3 separate regions of the Mus musculus genome follow, and all the other regions are linked to region 2. Evidence: chromatin contacts called from public promoter capture Hi-C data. All regions are on one chromosome and are shown on one strand. Each heading gives the region's core, a stretch centred on a gene start, on an enhancer-like site or on the middle of the called end of the contact. The rest is flanking DNA. Distances are from core to core; before and after follow the strand shown. Region 1 holds the start of Mmp3 (matrix metallopeptidase 3). Region 2 holds the start of Dcun1d5 (DCN1, defective in cullin neddylation 1, domain containing 5 (S. cerevisiae)). Region 3 holds the start of Mmp8 (matrix metallopeptidase 8).

The links. Capture Hi-C pulls out chosen DNA fragments and counts their contacts.
Region 1: a promoter capture Hi-C map of adipose tissue shows a contact between it and region 2. The contact joins the promoter of Mmp3 here to the promoter of Dcun1d5 in region 2. A contact is called at or near these places in 5 of 39 promoter capture datasets (the 3T3-L1 cell line, the C10 cell line, cranial neural crest and 2 more) and 1 of 9 other capture datasets (adipose tissue).
Region 3: a contact with region 2 is called in a promoter capture Hi-C map of liver. The contact joins the promoter of Mmp8 here to the promoter of Dcun1d5 in region 2. A contact is called at or near these places in 8 of 39 promoter capture datasets (the C10 cell line, cranial neural crest, embryonic stem cells and 5 more), 1 of 484 Hi-C or Micro-C datasets (bone marrow-derived macrophages), 9 of 115 datasets of contacts at active chromatin or transcription factors (the SCID.adh cell line, bone marrow-derived macrophages, cardiomyocytes and 5 more) and 5 of 9 other capture datasets (adipose tissue, embryonic stem cells, liver and 2 more).

The regions. Positions count from the first base shown.
Region 1 is chr9:7,444,298-7,449,247 of GRCm38.p6, reverse strand. It overlaps Mmp3 (matrix metallopeptidase 3), which reads right to left and starts at 3,426. Exons shown (of 10, transcript NM_010809.2): 1 at 3,240-3,426; 2 at 2,071-2,315; 3 at 1,832-1,980; 4 at 1,601-1,726. The coding sequence starts at 3,350.
Region 2 is chr9:7,181,409-7,186,299 of GRCm38.p6, reverse strand. Dcun1d5 (DCN1, defective in cullin neddylation 1, domain containing 5 (S. cerevisiae)) reads right to left here and starts at 1,795. Exons shown (of 8, transcript NM_029775.3): 1 at 1,418-1,795. The coding sequence starts at 1,503.
Region 3 is chr9:7,555,258-7,559,994 of GRCm38.p6, reverse strand. It overlaps Mmp8 (matrix metallopeptidase 8), which reads right to left and starts at 1,566. Exons shown (of 10, transcript NM_008611.4): 1 at 1,352-1,566. The coding sequence starts at 1,459. It overlaps Gm31751 (a long non-coding RNA gene), which reads left to right. Exons shown (of 4, transcript XR_379096.3): 4 at 1,382-2,823.

The sequences.
Region 1 (4,950 bases), core at 2,177-4,676, 260 kb before region 2:
ATGAGAAAGATGTTATAGGTTTTATAAAATTAAAGCATGACATGCCTACGTGTTACGAATGAGATCTTAGACTGTATGCACATTCTTCTCAGTATAGCACTTGAAATAAACATCTCAGTGCTGACATTGGGAGGTGTGGGATGGCATGATTGGCAAAATTTTCTCAAATGTTACATGTGAATATTGTAGACCTGAGGGTGCTCTCATTTGAGTATCTGCAATAAGGTCTTCTGAAAAAAATTGCTAATACTATGAAACCACAAGTTTTATTCAGTGCAAAGTTAGATTTGTATTTTCTATGGATATCAGTTCATAATTTCTTTTTGAATCCCTGTTCAGTCCCCAAAAGAATATAATTTATTTCAGCCACGATTTTGAAAACTTTGAAAGTCAATCCCCCAAATTCTGAACTAAGAACCCTTTCCACCTACATAGTTGGCCCTTGCTCTTCAGGGCTAGTTCTTTTCTTTCAGAAGCTGATAAAAATTCATCTTAACATAGAAATCACAAAAATATGAGCTCAATCAGACCAACAAAACTTACTAACCAAACCAAAAAAAAAAAAAAAACCCTCTGATTTTTAAATTTAATTTTGGCTCCGGGTTTGAAAATTACAAGAATCAATGAGTAATATTTCCCTGTTGTATTGCTTGAATATCTGCAATTTGATATCAGTGCAGATTTTAGTAATCATGATCTTGGATCACATGAGATCCATAACTTTTACAAATTTAATGATTTTTCCCTTTTGTTTTATTTTTTCTATTTTATTGAAAATAGGTTGTTTGCTTGGACAATATATTCTGAATAGTTTCCTCTCCTTCTATTCCTCACAGTTCCTCCCCACCTCACCTCCCATCCAGATCCACTCCCTTTCTGTTCCCATTATAAAAGAACAAGCTTCTAACAACAAAGCATAGCAAAATAAATATTAATAAAACAAAAACTATCTCATTGAATTTGCGCAGGTCAGACACTTAGTGATACATTTTATGTTGTTAGTATCAGGAAAATAAATAGTTTCTAAGCATCTGAAAGTACATTCAGCAATAAGTAAAACAAAGTATTTCATTGGAATCCAGAATGCACTCTATCATTAATACTGCTGGTTATTTGATACAGCTGTCTCCTGTGAGGCTTTGACAGTGCCTGGCAAATACAGAAGTGGAGGCTCACAGTCATCTATTGGATGGATCACAGGACCCCCAATGGAGGAGCTAGAGAAAGTACCCAAGGAGCTGAAGGGGTCTGCAACCCTATAGGTGGAACAACAATATGAACTAACCAGTACCCCCAGAGCTCATGTCTCTAGCTGCATATGTAGCAGAAGAAGATATGTAGCTTTGTCAGCCATCATTGGGAAGAGAGGCCCCTTGGTCCAGCAAACTTTATATGCCCCAGTACAGGGGAAAGCCAGGGCCAAGAAGTAGGAGTGAGTGAGTAGGGGAACAGGGCCGGGGGGGGGGGTATAGAGGACTTTTGGGATAGCATTGGAAATGTAAATGAAGAAAATATCTAATAAAAAAACCACTGGTTATGAGGACATCCCTAAATATGAAAAGAAATGAAACTAAGTCATGCTGTGAGCTGCAGCACTCACCAGTGACATCCTCTGTCCATCGTTCATCATCGTCAAAGTGAGCATCTCCATTAATCCCTGGTCCAGGTGCATAGGCATGAGCCAAGACTGTTCCAGGCCCATCAAAAGGGACAAAGTCTCCATGTTCTTAAAAGAAATACATACATACATATGTATATATATGAGTGTGTGTGTAATTTTTAGTAAAATGCCACCTGTTCATGAGTATTTCAGGTAGTTTTTGGCTTTTACCTCCAACTGCAAAGGAGATCATTATGTCAGCCTCTCCTTCAGAGATCCTGGAGAAAGTGAGTGGGGTCACCTCCTCCCAGACCTTCAAAGCTTTTTCAATGGCAGAATCCACACTCTGTCTTGGCAAATCCGGTGTATAATTCACAATCCTGGATAAGAGAAATCAAAGAAGGTAATCTTTGCTTCTGTGATGCTCCTGACACATTTATAATGCTGTGTGAAAACTCTGGTGCCATTACCTGTAGGTGATGTGGGATTTCCTCCATTTTGGCGAACCTGGGAAGGTACTGAAGCCACCAACATCAGGAACACCACACCTGGGCTTATGCATCAGCTCCATAGTGTTGGAGTCCAGCTTCCCTGTCATCTCCAACCCGAGGAACTTCTGCATTTCTTGAATTTTTTTGACAATAAGACTACTGTCCTTTTTCTTAATAAATTGCTTCACATCTTTTGCAAGGCCATAGTAGTTTTCTAGGTATTTCTAATGGAATAAATATAACGTTTAAGTAACAATTCGGATTTTTTAAGCTATTGTTATTTATAGTAAACTTTTACAGTCACACACCCTTCCTCCTTCCCTTCTCTTTCCTTCCTTCCTTCCTTCCTTCCTTCCTTCCTTCCTTCCTTCCTTCCTTCCTTCCTTCCTTCCTTCTTTCCTTTCCTCATTCATTTCGACAGGATCTCATTATCTAGCCAAGAAGTTTCTTTAACTCACAACCCTTCTGTGTCTGCCTTCTGAGCACTGGGTTTACAGGCTCGGACAACCGAGCCTGACAGACACTTACTTTTTCAGTGTCTTTGACCTCTTTTTCCAATTTGCTGAAATCCTAAGTTTAATACTTCATTAATTTGTCAGTAGTGACTACATCTTTACTTTGTTTTGAAACACAGTGTCTCTGTAGTTTTAGCTTGCCATTAAAACAATGACTTCAAGGGGAAATTTCAAAAGCATTTAGTGTAGAGAAAAGCAAAATGAACAAATTAGCATTTGTGCGAATAGTTGTCTGTTTGGGGTAATTTTATTTAATTTTCTCAATTTTCCACTTTTCATAAGGATTTAGTTTACTAGGGAAAAAACAGACATGCCTCTCTTATACTAACAGTACAAATATTTTACTAAATTACACTGGACCAAAGCAAGGCACAGTTCATGTGCCCTTCCCTTGCCGTTCATGTGCCTCCTGCACCAGTGTTGCCTCTGCCACCATACTGCATAATCATAAAAAATCACCCGATATTCCTGGCCTTTGTTCTTACATAACAGGAAGGATCATGTGATATTGAGATTCAATAATTTCTAATTCTTCTCTATTGCCAAGCCACATTTACACAGGCAGTCAGAACCCGGCTGTGGAATGCAAAGCTGTGCCCCACCAAAAGCCCAGAGGCCATTTTCACCCCTTACCTGCAGAAGCTCCATACCAGCATCATCATCCCTTGCACTGTCATGCAATGGGTAGGATGAGCACACAACCACACACAGCCACAGCAGGACCGGAAGACCCTTCATTTTCATTGACTTCCCACAGCTCTGTACCACCTTCAGTAGGTTCTCTGCTGCCTCCTTCTAGGTCCACCTTCTTAAGCCCAACTTTTATAGAGTGGTTGTGTTTGTAGAGTCACCCGAAAACTGACTCATAATTGCTTCCATCCAAATGGGACCACTTCCAAAAATTAAAAATCAGAGTAGGGTGATACAATCTTCTTTACTAAGTTCTTCAAACCTTCTTAATTTTGCAAGGCAAATGGTGATTAATCTCCAGGAAATGCTTCCTGCCTTGGCAAAAGAGAAAACTGGGGCATTTTTTTCCACTTTGGAAAATTTAACTGTCCTTCCAGAGCTGTAATGTTTGTGACTTGGATAGAAGTGGACTAACTTGGTAAAAAGTCCAAGTTGTACAAAGAACTTCCAGAAGCCCAAGCTGAATACTGTGAGAAGAGGTAAGGAAAATGTCTGCATGTATAGCTACAGTCCACACTATCAGTGACCACATATATTAAAAGATCATGGGCCTATAATACCTTTTTCTATAAAGACTCATATATTGATATGATTTACTGAACTAGAATGTCCTGGTTTATCTCATATCTTTTATTTTTGTCACAAGTTTTCTTTTGTAGTAGATGATTTGATGTTGAAAAATATCACCCAAGATTCTTTGCTTATGCTTTACTTTAATTTGCTTCTCCTCTTCTCTCTTCTTTACTCCTCCCCTATTCTCTCCTTCCCTCCATTTGCCTCACCTCTTTTCCTCTCTCTCTCCCCTCCCCTCTCCTTCCCTCCCCTCCCCAGTAGAGTCTCACTTGTATTCTCAGTGTATAATGCATGACTGTAGTACTTAAGCATTTTATAAAAGGTTTTGCTAAACTTAGCCACCCTTGCCCCTTTCCAGCCTCCTTCTCCAGTCTTCCCAACACCACACATTGCGTGCTTTTAATTTGCTTGTTTGTCAGCCATTTGTTTCCTAATGAGCACACTATGCTGTCGATGAGAGTCACATTATGGTGAACTACATGCTGTGCACATATAGGATCTGCATTTTCTCTCTCTTTGTTCTTCTTTCTCACATTTTCTTTCTGTGCAATTTATATTTTCAGTTGGGAAGATGTACAAAGATCAGGGTTACTGTTTTTGTGGAATACATCCCCAGTACTGCAAATGCCTGACAGAGACAGTTGGCCAGAGACCGAACATCACATCACAATAAGGCATCCATTTCCATTCCGAGTTCTCTTTAAAGACCACTCAAAAACAGGTCTATAATTTTTTATTCCTTAGATGAAACAAAATCTGTGTTTTGTCTTCCCTGAACAAAAAAGGCGGAATATTTGTTTATGCTGGTGTGAGAATAAGGGTTGTGCTTGGTGGCAATCCTTAGGAGACAGAATTCAGGAAGGGGTGGAGCCAAGAAGAGAAAGTGAGATAGAAAAGGTAAGAGAGTTTCAGTGGCCACAGTTCCTTCTAGGTGAAGAATCTCTTCTTCATATTTTCTCCCTGAAATTATCATTAAGATATATTTTAGTGTATTTAAAGTTTAGGGAGAAGCCTAAAAGGTATGTATTTATGTTCCCAATTTTTCAGATGTGATTGGCAAAATGGTCATGCTGTACTTGAA
Region 2 (4,891 bases), core at 546-3,045:
TAACTGACTTAATTTAAATATCTTAGATATGATTCTCCAAGAGCTAATACAGTTAAGAAAAATGTATGCCAAAGGGCATAATGAAAACTCTATTTTATACATCACCCAAAAAATATTACCTAGACTCTTTTGCTAAAACACAACAAGGGGAGAAGAACAAAGCAATCAATTACAAAAAAGATTAGGATGAAGCAAGTCACCTTCATAGTTTAAGCAGTCCATTCTTCACTGCATCTCTCCTTAAAGGGAAATCTCCTTTGTCTAGTGCAGCCTGTCTTTTTTTTTTAATTAGATATTTTCTTCATTTACATTTCAAATGCTATCCCAAAAGTCCCCTATACCCCCCCCCCCCCAGGCCTGCTCCCCAACCCACACACTCCCACTTCTTGGCCCTGGCTTTACCTGTACTAAGGCATATAAAGTTTGTTAGACCAAAGGGCCTCTCTTTCCAGTGATGGCCAACTACGCCATCTTCTGCTACCTATGCAGTTAGAGACATAGGTTCTGGGGGTACTGATTAGTTGATATTGTTGTTCCAGGCTGTCTTGTTGTAATGGTAGTATTTGTCACTTTAAGTGTCGACCATTAATACAAAAACAACTCAAAGTGTATGGGAAGAAGCCCACTTCTCAAAGCTAAATCGCAATGACTTTCTGAGGAATGAATCTGTGATGATTGAGTATATGCCACAAAGCGAGTAAAGGGCTCTAACTTACAGTTCTGCTTTGTTTTCTTTTCCCCTAAGAGAACATGGAGCACAATAGCTTGCTAACGCCTAAAAGGAGGTTGAGAGCTACCAGCGTCTTAATGCCAGAAAACAAAAACCACAAGGGCCTTTTCCAATTAAGTGTACGGAACTGGTACAGGTGAAGTGGAGGCATTGGTGCGTCCAGAAGCCTAGGCTCCAGCGATTTAAAAGGCCTCCTGCTGGGATCGTCCAGGTTAGGCCACTTTAAATGCTAACTCGGGAGACCAATTATAGCAAAGGCTTTCTTTCCATCATTCCCAAGGCAGCTGTCAAAACTCTTCAAGCTCTGCTCCTTTTTTCACACTCTGACATTTAACAATGTGGGGACCAAGCCAATTCTGCTCGATTTAGTGTGACACAAGGACGCCGTGAATCTTGGCAGATCCGCGCTCACTTCTCGGTTGGGAAATTTGATGGAGAATGCATACGTACGGTCGTCTGTTTCCTACCCTCTGGGCACGCAGACAACAAAGTGGGACGAATCTCAGAGCTTGTCCAAGTACGACAGAGAGCACGTACAGGCGAACACGCGGTTCGGTCCCGCGCGGAGCGGAGACTGGGCGCCTCACCGACCGCCTCGCCTGAGAGGGCTCGCCCCTCTCCTCCCGGCTAGCGGCCTGTCCGGCCCCGGGGGAAGGAGAGAGCCAGCGGGGTGGGGACAGGCAGTACCTGGGGATTTTACACTTTTTGAGGCCCGCGTCTTCCGCGACCGCCGCTGCCACTCCGGGAGCTTTTCTCTTCTTCTTCACTGGCATCTTCCGCCTTCCCCGGCAAGGTAGACAGGGCGGCCGGGGAGGGGTATCGCGCTCCGCCGCAGGCCCCGCAGCGCCGGCTCCCGCCTGCCGGGGACCGCAGCGGAGGCCCGAGGCGCGACCCCGCCCCGGGTCTCCTCTTTAGGGGCGGTTCCGGGCAGCGCAGCGCTAAGGCCGGCGGTGTCGCGGCTCGGGCTTTTCCAGGAGCAGCGAACGCCGACAGCGCGGCACCTACAGTAGCAGCGAAGAGCAGGCGGCTTAGCCTGACCCGGAAGCGGATGGCTCTGGACCGGAAGTGACGTAGAAAGGAAGCTCGCAGGGCCTGGAGCGGTCTCTCTACTTTGGGATTTTTTGTCTCTGCAGGTGGAGCCTGAATCTCCGGAGATTTTCTGGCGGGTTTCCAGCGGGAAGTCCTTTCTAGAAATCATAAACGCTCCACAGCTGGCGAGCGAAGTAATCTGGTGAGGAGCCATGCGTGAGTGTGCCCACTCCTGACGTGCAACCGCTCCAGTTTTTTCGGGTGTTCTTGGTGGGCCTGAGATCAACTTCTCGCGCTCCTTGTCCTTTTCTCCCTCATGCTCAGGGTCAGTTTATGGCTTCCTCCTGTGCTGAGGCAACGCCTCCATGTTTTACTTCTGAGGAACTCTCCTCTTGGATAAGAGACTGGGAAACGGACTGACTTATTACAGAGGATTTGGGGAACTGTTCTAATGGGCTGCTCTCAAGAAACAGTAATCACGTCACTTCTAATGGAAATACTGCTTATAAGAAAGGTTTGCTAGGTAAAATTATCTCATAGAAGATTCTTAGTGAATGAAGTCCATGTTTGTAACCCAACTGTGACAGAAGACTGTTTCTTTAAATTCTATCCCTGTGGTTCTGTGACTGCATCGTGGGACCCTAATCTAGTCAAGGAGAAAGAAAAAAACCGGTTGTTGTAATGAGTCCTGGATACATAATATGCCCTGGAATTCACAAGTTTCCTGAGAGAGGACACTTCAATGTTTGGTGCATATAGTTAATGTTTTTTTAACAGTGAACATAATGTTCAAACCTATAACCCATTCGACTCTATTATAAACAATGCACGAAACATTGTTTTTACATGAAAATTATAAAATGTAAGCTCTAAAACAGAACTCCCTACAGGAAGTAGACAACTGAAAGATGAAGGGTTTTTTTTTTGTTTGTTTGTTTTATATATGTATTTATTGTGGGGGCACTTGTGTGCCAGTGCTGGGATGACAACTTGAAAGTTCATTTTCTCCATCAATCTTGTCACTCTTGAGGTGGAACTCAGGTTGTGAGACTTGGGAAGGGACATTATGTCTGTGTACAGAAAAGCACCTAGTTATGTGATTTAATTTTTTCTGCTGCTCGTGATAGTTCTTGATTTTCTATATAGTAAATAATGAGAAGCTATGAGGGTGCTGAGTTCTTTGTTATGTGGTCTAATTTTCTTTGACTAAGTCACAAGAAGGAAAGGAAAGGAAGTAGTATTAAAACAAAAGGGTATTCTGGTTTAGATCCTAAGGTACTCATCAACTTTATGAAGAAAAATCTTAAAAATGCATTTTAGCCGTCTGTTAGTAGAGTGGCACAACATAAACAGATTAAGCACACAAGGCTGAAACAGGTCTATTCATTTGACAGTTTGATGATTTGCATATTTCTTAGGTTTAAGGATTGTAGAATGAAGAAATGGAAAACAGAACTTTTAAAATAGTTATATCTGAATTAATGTAGCCAAAAATAGTCCCAGAGATGTGCTAAGTATATATATATATATATATATATATATATATATATATTCATATTCAGTATAGTTTATATTTTTCCTTACAGCTTTAAAAATAGGACTTTTCTACACTTGTCAAAAATAAGCAAGCACTGGAGGCACAAAAGAATTTATGGGTTGCCCATGTGATTGTTGTACTGAATCCATTTGTTTTCCTTTCCAAAAGTTACTGTTGTTTTTTCAAACACTGTAAGTCAAAATTTTATGAGTTATTTCCATAACCATAAACCCAGAGAATTAGTTGTCAAATCAGGACTTTGTTTTTGACATTTCAAGACAGCACTCAGGAACTAATATTGAAGAGCAATACAGAGATACACACTAGGTAACACCTGCTCCTTGTTCTACTCATCCTATAGCAGTGTACTGGACCACAGCCATTGTATTGGCCTTGTGACTGGATTTCTGTGGGGCAGACTGACATTGAGTGTCATCATCACAATGATACCTATGAAATGATAACAGTGAATCCTGTGCTAGTGGTTAAAGGTTCTTTCCTGAATTGATATATCATTCCTGTTCAAGTCCTGAGACTACCTGAAGTCCCTAGTAAAGAAATGTATTATATAGAACCAAGCAGAGAGCAGCACTGCTGCAATATGATATTTTACTGAATTTTGCTCAAGGTGTTGAGAAAAATGTGTTCATAGAACAGATTTAAAGGGACAATAAGGAAAAAACTCAGGAGTGGTGGTATATGACTTCATTCACCCCAGGTTGGACACCAATGACAGATCAAAGACACAGTTCCACCCAAGTCTAGCTTAATGAGCCAAAGGGTTTATTGAAGTCACTTATAGAACATAGGTGACCGAAAGGACTGTTCCACAGCTGCTTTCCTTGTAGGCAAGAGCCACCTCACCCCAGCAGCGTCGGGTTCCCTATGTAGCCTGGGAGAGGCTTGTGAGTGGTAAATTTCCTGGGCTTCCTGGGGCTTGTAACTCTCACTCTTCCTCAGAGGAGGAAGTGTTTCAATTCAGAGGAAAGAACTACATAATAACTGTTTGCTTCTTAAACTGACAATGTGCCAGATGGAAATTTCCAAGTTCAGTTGTAGTTTCTCACAAGTCTACAATTTCTCACCCTTTCCTCTCAATGGCTTCTAAAACAGCTGTGGAGTCTGTCATCCCAGTTCTTGGGAAGTGAAGAAGGGAGACTGAAGCTTAAAGCCAGCCAATGATACTTTGGGAGACCATGTTGTGTTGCTGTGGGTTTTTTGGTTTTTTTTTTTGTTTGTTTGTTTTTTCTTTCAAGGAGGGAGGAGGAAAGCTAACGAGAAACTTACAAGGCAGGTAATCAGAAGACTTCCAGGGGCTGTGTGCAAGTTGTTCAGGAGCTCCAGGGATGCAGCTTATGGAAGCCATCAACAATGCCATTGAGTAACCTTTGTTCCTGCAAGTGACCTGTCATCCACTATTGGTTCACCAAGATGGAGTTGGTTCTTCAGTCTGTTAATCAGTGCTTTATTTGGGTTTATGGATTGTTGTTCACATCTCTTCCAGAAAAGTTACCCATTAGACTGTCTTAAAAATCAACAAAACAAAACAGGAGACTATTTACTACAACCACTGCCACTATTACCACCAAACACAT
Region 3 (4,737 bases), core at 317-2,816, 370 kb before region 2:
TATACAGTCCACTACTATACAGCCCGCTACTATACAGTCCTCTACTATATAGTCCGCTACTATACAGTCCGCAGCATGGCTTTTGTTTTAATCAGTACTGGCTTTTAACTATTGTTTTTATATCTGTTGAAGTGTTAGTTATAAAAATGAGGACTTTTCTGCTTAAAAATTCTTTCACTAAATGGAGAGAGGGTTTAATCACCCTCACAGAGAAATGGAGGGTTCAAGAACCAAAGGGAAGGTGACAGTACAGGTCCTGGCTTACTGCAATGGCTTTCAAATGAGAACTGGTCATTTAAAAGATGTTTGGGGCAACAGCAGCATTTCATTTACCAAGATAAGATCTTGTAAGCCACTCTCATTCACAAGTGTTGACATGCCAGTCAATGGTAAGGTCTCTTTACCTTGCCATGTGTAGCCTATGTATATATACTGTGCTTCGTATGTGACTACCTGGTTATTTGGAGGTGACAGAGAGCAGAGCTTGCACTTTGAGATGTGGCAGGTGTGGGCAAATCCCAGCACTGTTCTTTGTCTCCAACATCACAGTCATTGTGATACTTAGAGGAGTGGCACCTGCAAAGTGAACCCAGCCCACCCTCAGTACGAACTTAGGGGCTTCTGTGCCAGGCACAAAAATGATTGCGAGAAAAGAGCAAGAATTATGCTTTCCGGAAATTTCAATACTAAGAAAACTATGAACAAGAAATTGGTGATTACATTCTCTTGCATAAAAAAGTGGCCTTTTTTTATACTATAAAACAAGAGAGATGCTAAACTTCCAAAGTTTAATAAACAGTCCTGGAAAATCTGATTAACAATGTGTTAATTTTAATTAATTATAACCCCCCATTTCCATCTATCGTCTCTATATGAAAGTATTTTTGGCTGCAGAAAACTATCCATACAGGAAGCGGTGGGCAGGTCATAATTTGACCTCCCCACAGCCCCCACCATTTTTTTAGTGTTGGGATACCAGCAAGTATTCTATCACTCTAGCACTGGCCTATAGAGCGTGGAACAACTGGGTTACAGGTATACTGGAAGAGAAAAAATTAGGTAGGCAACTCAGTTCATTTTATAAATAAAATATTCTCTCTGAAAAGGCTCCAGCTGCAGCTGGCCTGACAGTAGTGTTCCTTGGGCTTGAAAACACCCAGCTGTCTTCATGTCTACATTTTCCAGGGCCAGGCCTTGACCACGTGGAGTCTTTCAAGTCTCAGAAAGTGATGCTGAGCCTTGGCAAACCCATGCGAAGAATCTCTTTCTGTCCTTCTAGACTAAGAAGGGAAAGCCACCCTCAGAATTCTGTAACCACCGGCAAATCAACTGTGATAGACAGCCCATTTACCTCAGCAGTTTTTATATTTTTCTCTTCCAGGTGTTCAGGTACTGGGAAGGCATTGGCAAGCTGTGTGTGGAGGAAGATCAGTAATGGAAGTGTCTTCAGGCGAAACATAATCTTATCTTCCAAGACAACCTCTCCTGCCTTCCTCTGCCCCTCTGGCAAGTGCCCTCAAGCTCACAGCATCCCCTGCCAATCACTGCTCTTGTCTGGTCCCTTATAAAGCTACATCTTGAGCAACTTCTGCCTAAGCAGTATGAGGCAACATAGCTAACCGCACTCTGACAGTTCTTCAATGTTAGAATGTGATTTGGAACCTAGAAGTGGGGGAGTCATTCAACAAAGCAAGAGGATGGATCGCTACTTTTGTAAACTGTCAGGGTGAGGTGGCTGGCACGGGGGCTACAGTCTTCCAGTTTCTGTCTGTGTGTAATGAGGAAGTTGTGCTAGTTAATCGGGGCAATATTTTAAGAATGTTCAGCGATCATCTTGGGAAGCGGTGGCACACCTGTAAGACTTCTGTTTCTAAGCCACCACTGCTGCCTGATAGCGTGTGCCAAAGCAGGCTTTGTGTGGGGACCAAAAGCAGCATCTAGAGATGATGGCTTTGTTAGGAAAGTACTTGTCACACAAGCATGAGGGCCTGAATTTGATTCTCAGCATGCAGGTAAAAAACTGAACTTAGTGGTACATGAGTATAATCTCGGTCCTGGTCTGTGCCAGGCAGGGGGTGTTTGCAGCTTATTGGCCAGTCAACCTAGTCTACTTGGTAAGTTCCAGGCTAGTTAGAGACCCTGTCACAAAACAAACAAACAAATCCCACTTACAGCACACACAAAACATGAACATTCACTTTTAAATAAATGCACACGTCCATATACATACGTAAACAGCAGCTTCTGTGTGGCATGACTGCTATAGATGTACTAAAACATTCACTATAAGGTGGGTTTTTCCAGAGAAAGGACAAAGATAGTGATAGTTAAGACGAAAACTAACATCTGTTGTACTTACAATGTTTCAAACATGTTAATGACAACTAAATGCCCTATTCTCATACAGCTTTCAGAGCAACACACTATTGCTATAATTTTGCAGGAGAGGCAGAGGCTGGAAGACTAGGAAAGGCACATGCTCACTTTGCATAGGACTCAAGCCCATGAGTATGGTGAGAGAAACAGAGCCCATCCTATACCAGGCTCTAGTTCATCAACCTGCTATTTGAATCCAGGCTGGACCATCAGTAACTGTGGGCTCACAGCAAGTGGAAAACTTTGGCCTACATCCAGGGACAAAAGGACAAGGGAGAGAAGGAGATAGATGTCTCAGACATCCCCAGAGTGCTAGGAGGGTGAGTGAAGGCTTCCAGATGATGTGGTGACACAGGGCACTGGCTCTCTTCCTGCCTGCCTGTCTTCACGATCTAACTCCTGTTCTTCATTCTTGAAAGAAGTAGTTCACAGACTATGTTTTATTCTCAGCCCCTAAAATGAACTTTAAAAATGAATTTTTTAAAAAATGTATTTTACAAAAGTGTTTAGAACATAAGAGGTTAGGAATATTTTCAATTTGTGATGAACATAGCAAAGGAGAAGCAGAGGCTGGGTATGGAGGTCTGAGCTAAAAAGGAAGCACCTGGCCGTACGTTTCTTCTACAGTCTTCTAGTCCATTCTGGACTTTACTGTTTTTCCTACTTCTCCAGACATGGCAGAATTCTAGAGTAGGGCCTGAGGTAAATGTTCATTATCTGAGTATCTCCACCTGGCTCCCAGGAGAACTTTCATTCTCTCTCTCTCTCTCTCTCTCTCTCTCTCTCTCTCTCTCTCTCTCTCTCTCTCTCTCTCAAGTACAGAATACAGAAATCAACAAAGCTATACATGGAATTCAAAGAGCTTCAGCTCTTCCTGAAACCAGTACTATTGTGGTCGATTATGACTCTGGAACTGTAGCATTTGCAAATTACTTTAGCTGGGAAACCATGTATACACAGTACTTATTTACAGAAATGTTATGACCCAGATGTAACAAATAAATTGCAAAACTAGGAAGAGCAGCAAATACCTAAAGAACAACTCGGGGGATCACAATTATTTGGACTAAATCTACAGATTGCAGAACTGAGAGAAACCATGAAGACATGCAATAAGGCATCAATTGGGTAAGAGCCAAGGAAGAGGAGCTTCAGTTTTTTAAATCGTTGAATTAAGGAAGCATGATTGTAGATTGAAGGGAAAAGCTAAGGCATGATGCCAGAGGTGGTGACTTATAGAGAGAAAGTGGCTGGGAGCTGGCACTGATACTAGTATTATTTGATGGGAGATGAAGGAAAAATGTATTTTTATTTCGTTTTCGTTTTTTTTTTTTTTTTTTTACTTTCCTCCTTTACATAGTATTTTTTCTGTTTTGTTTTGTTTTAAATTTTTATCAGATATTTTATTCATTTACATTTCAAATGTTATCCCGAAAGTCCCCTATACCCTCCCCCCACCCTGCTCCCCTACCCACCCACTCCCACTTCTTGGCCCTGGTGTTCCCCTCTACTGGGGCATATAATTTTTGCAAGACCAAGGGCCTCTCCTCCCATTGATGGCCAACTAGGCCATCTTCTGCTACATATGCAACTAGAGACACAAGCTCTGGGGGGGTGGGGGGGATACTGATTAATTCATATTGTTGTTCCACCTATAGGATTGCAGACCCCTTCAGCTCCTTGGGTACTTTCTCAAGTTCCTCCATTGGGGGCCCTGTGTTCCATCCTATAGATGACTGTGAGCATCCACTTCTGTATTTGCCAGGCACTGGCATAGCCTCACATGAGACAAAGATCTATATGACAAGAACTTCAAGTCTCTGAAGAAAGAAATTGAAGAAGATCTTAGAAGATGGAAAGATCTCCCATGCTCATTGATTGGCAGGATTAATATAGTCAAAATGGCTATCTTGCTGAAAGCAATCTACAGAGTCAATGCAATCCCCATCAAAATTCCAACTCAATTCTTCACTGAGTTAGAAAGTGCAATTTGCAAATTCATCTGGAATAACAAAAAACCTAGGATAGCAAAAACTCTTCTCAATAATAAAAGAGCCTCTGGGGGAATCACCATGCCTGACCTCAAGCTGTACTACAGAGAAATTGTGGTAAAAACTCCATGGTACTGGTACAGCGACAGACAGGTAGATCAATGGAATAGAACTGAAGACCCAGAAATGAACCCACACACCTATGGTCACTTGATCTTTGACAAGGGAGATAAAACCATCCAGTGGAAAAAAGACAGCATTTTCAACAAATGGTGCTGGCACAACTGGCAGTTATCATGTAGAAGAATTCGAATTGATGCATTCTTATCTCCTTGTACAAAAGCTCAAGTCTAAGTGGATCAAAGAACTC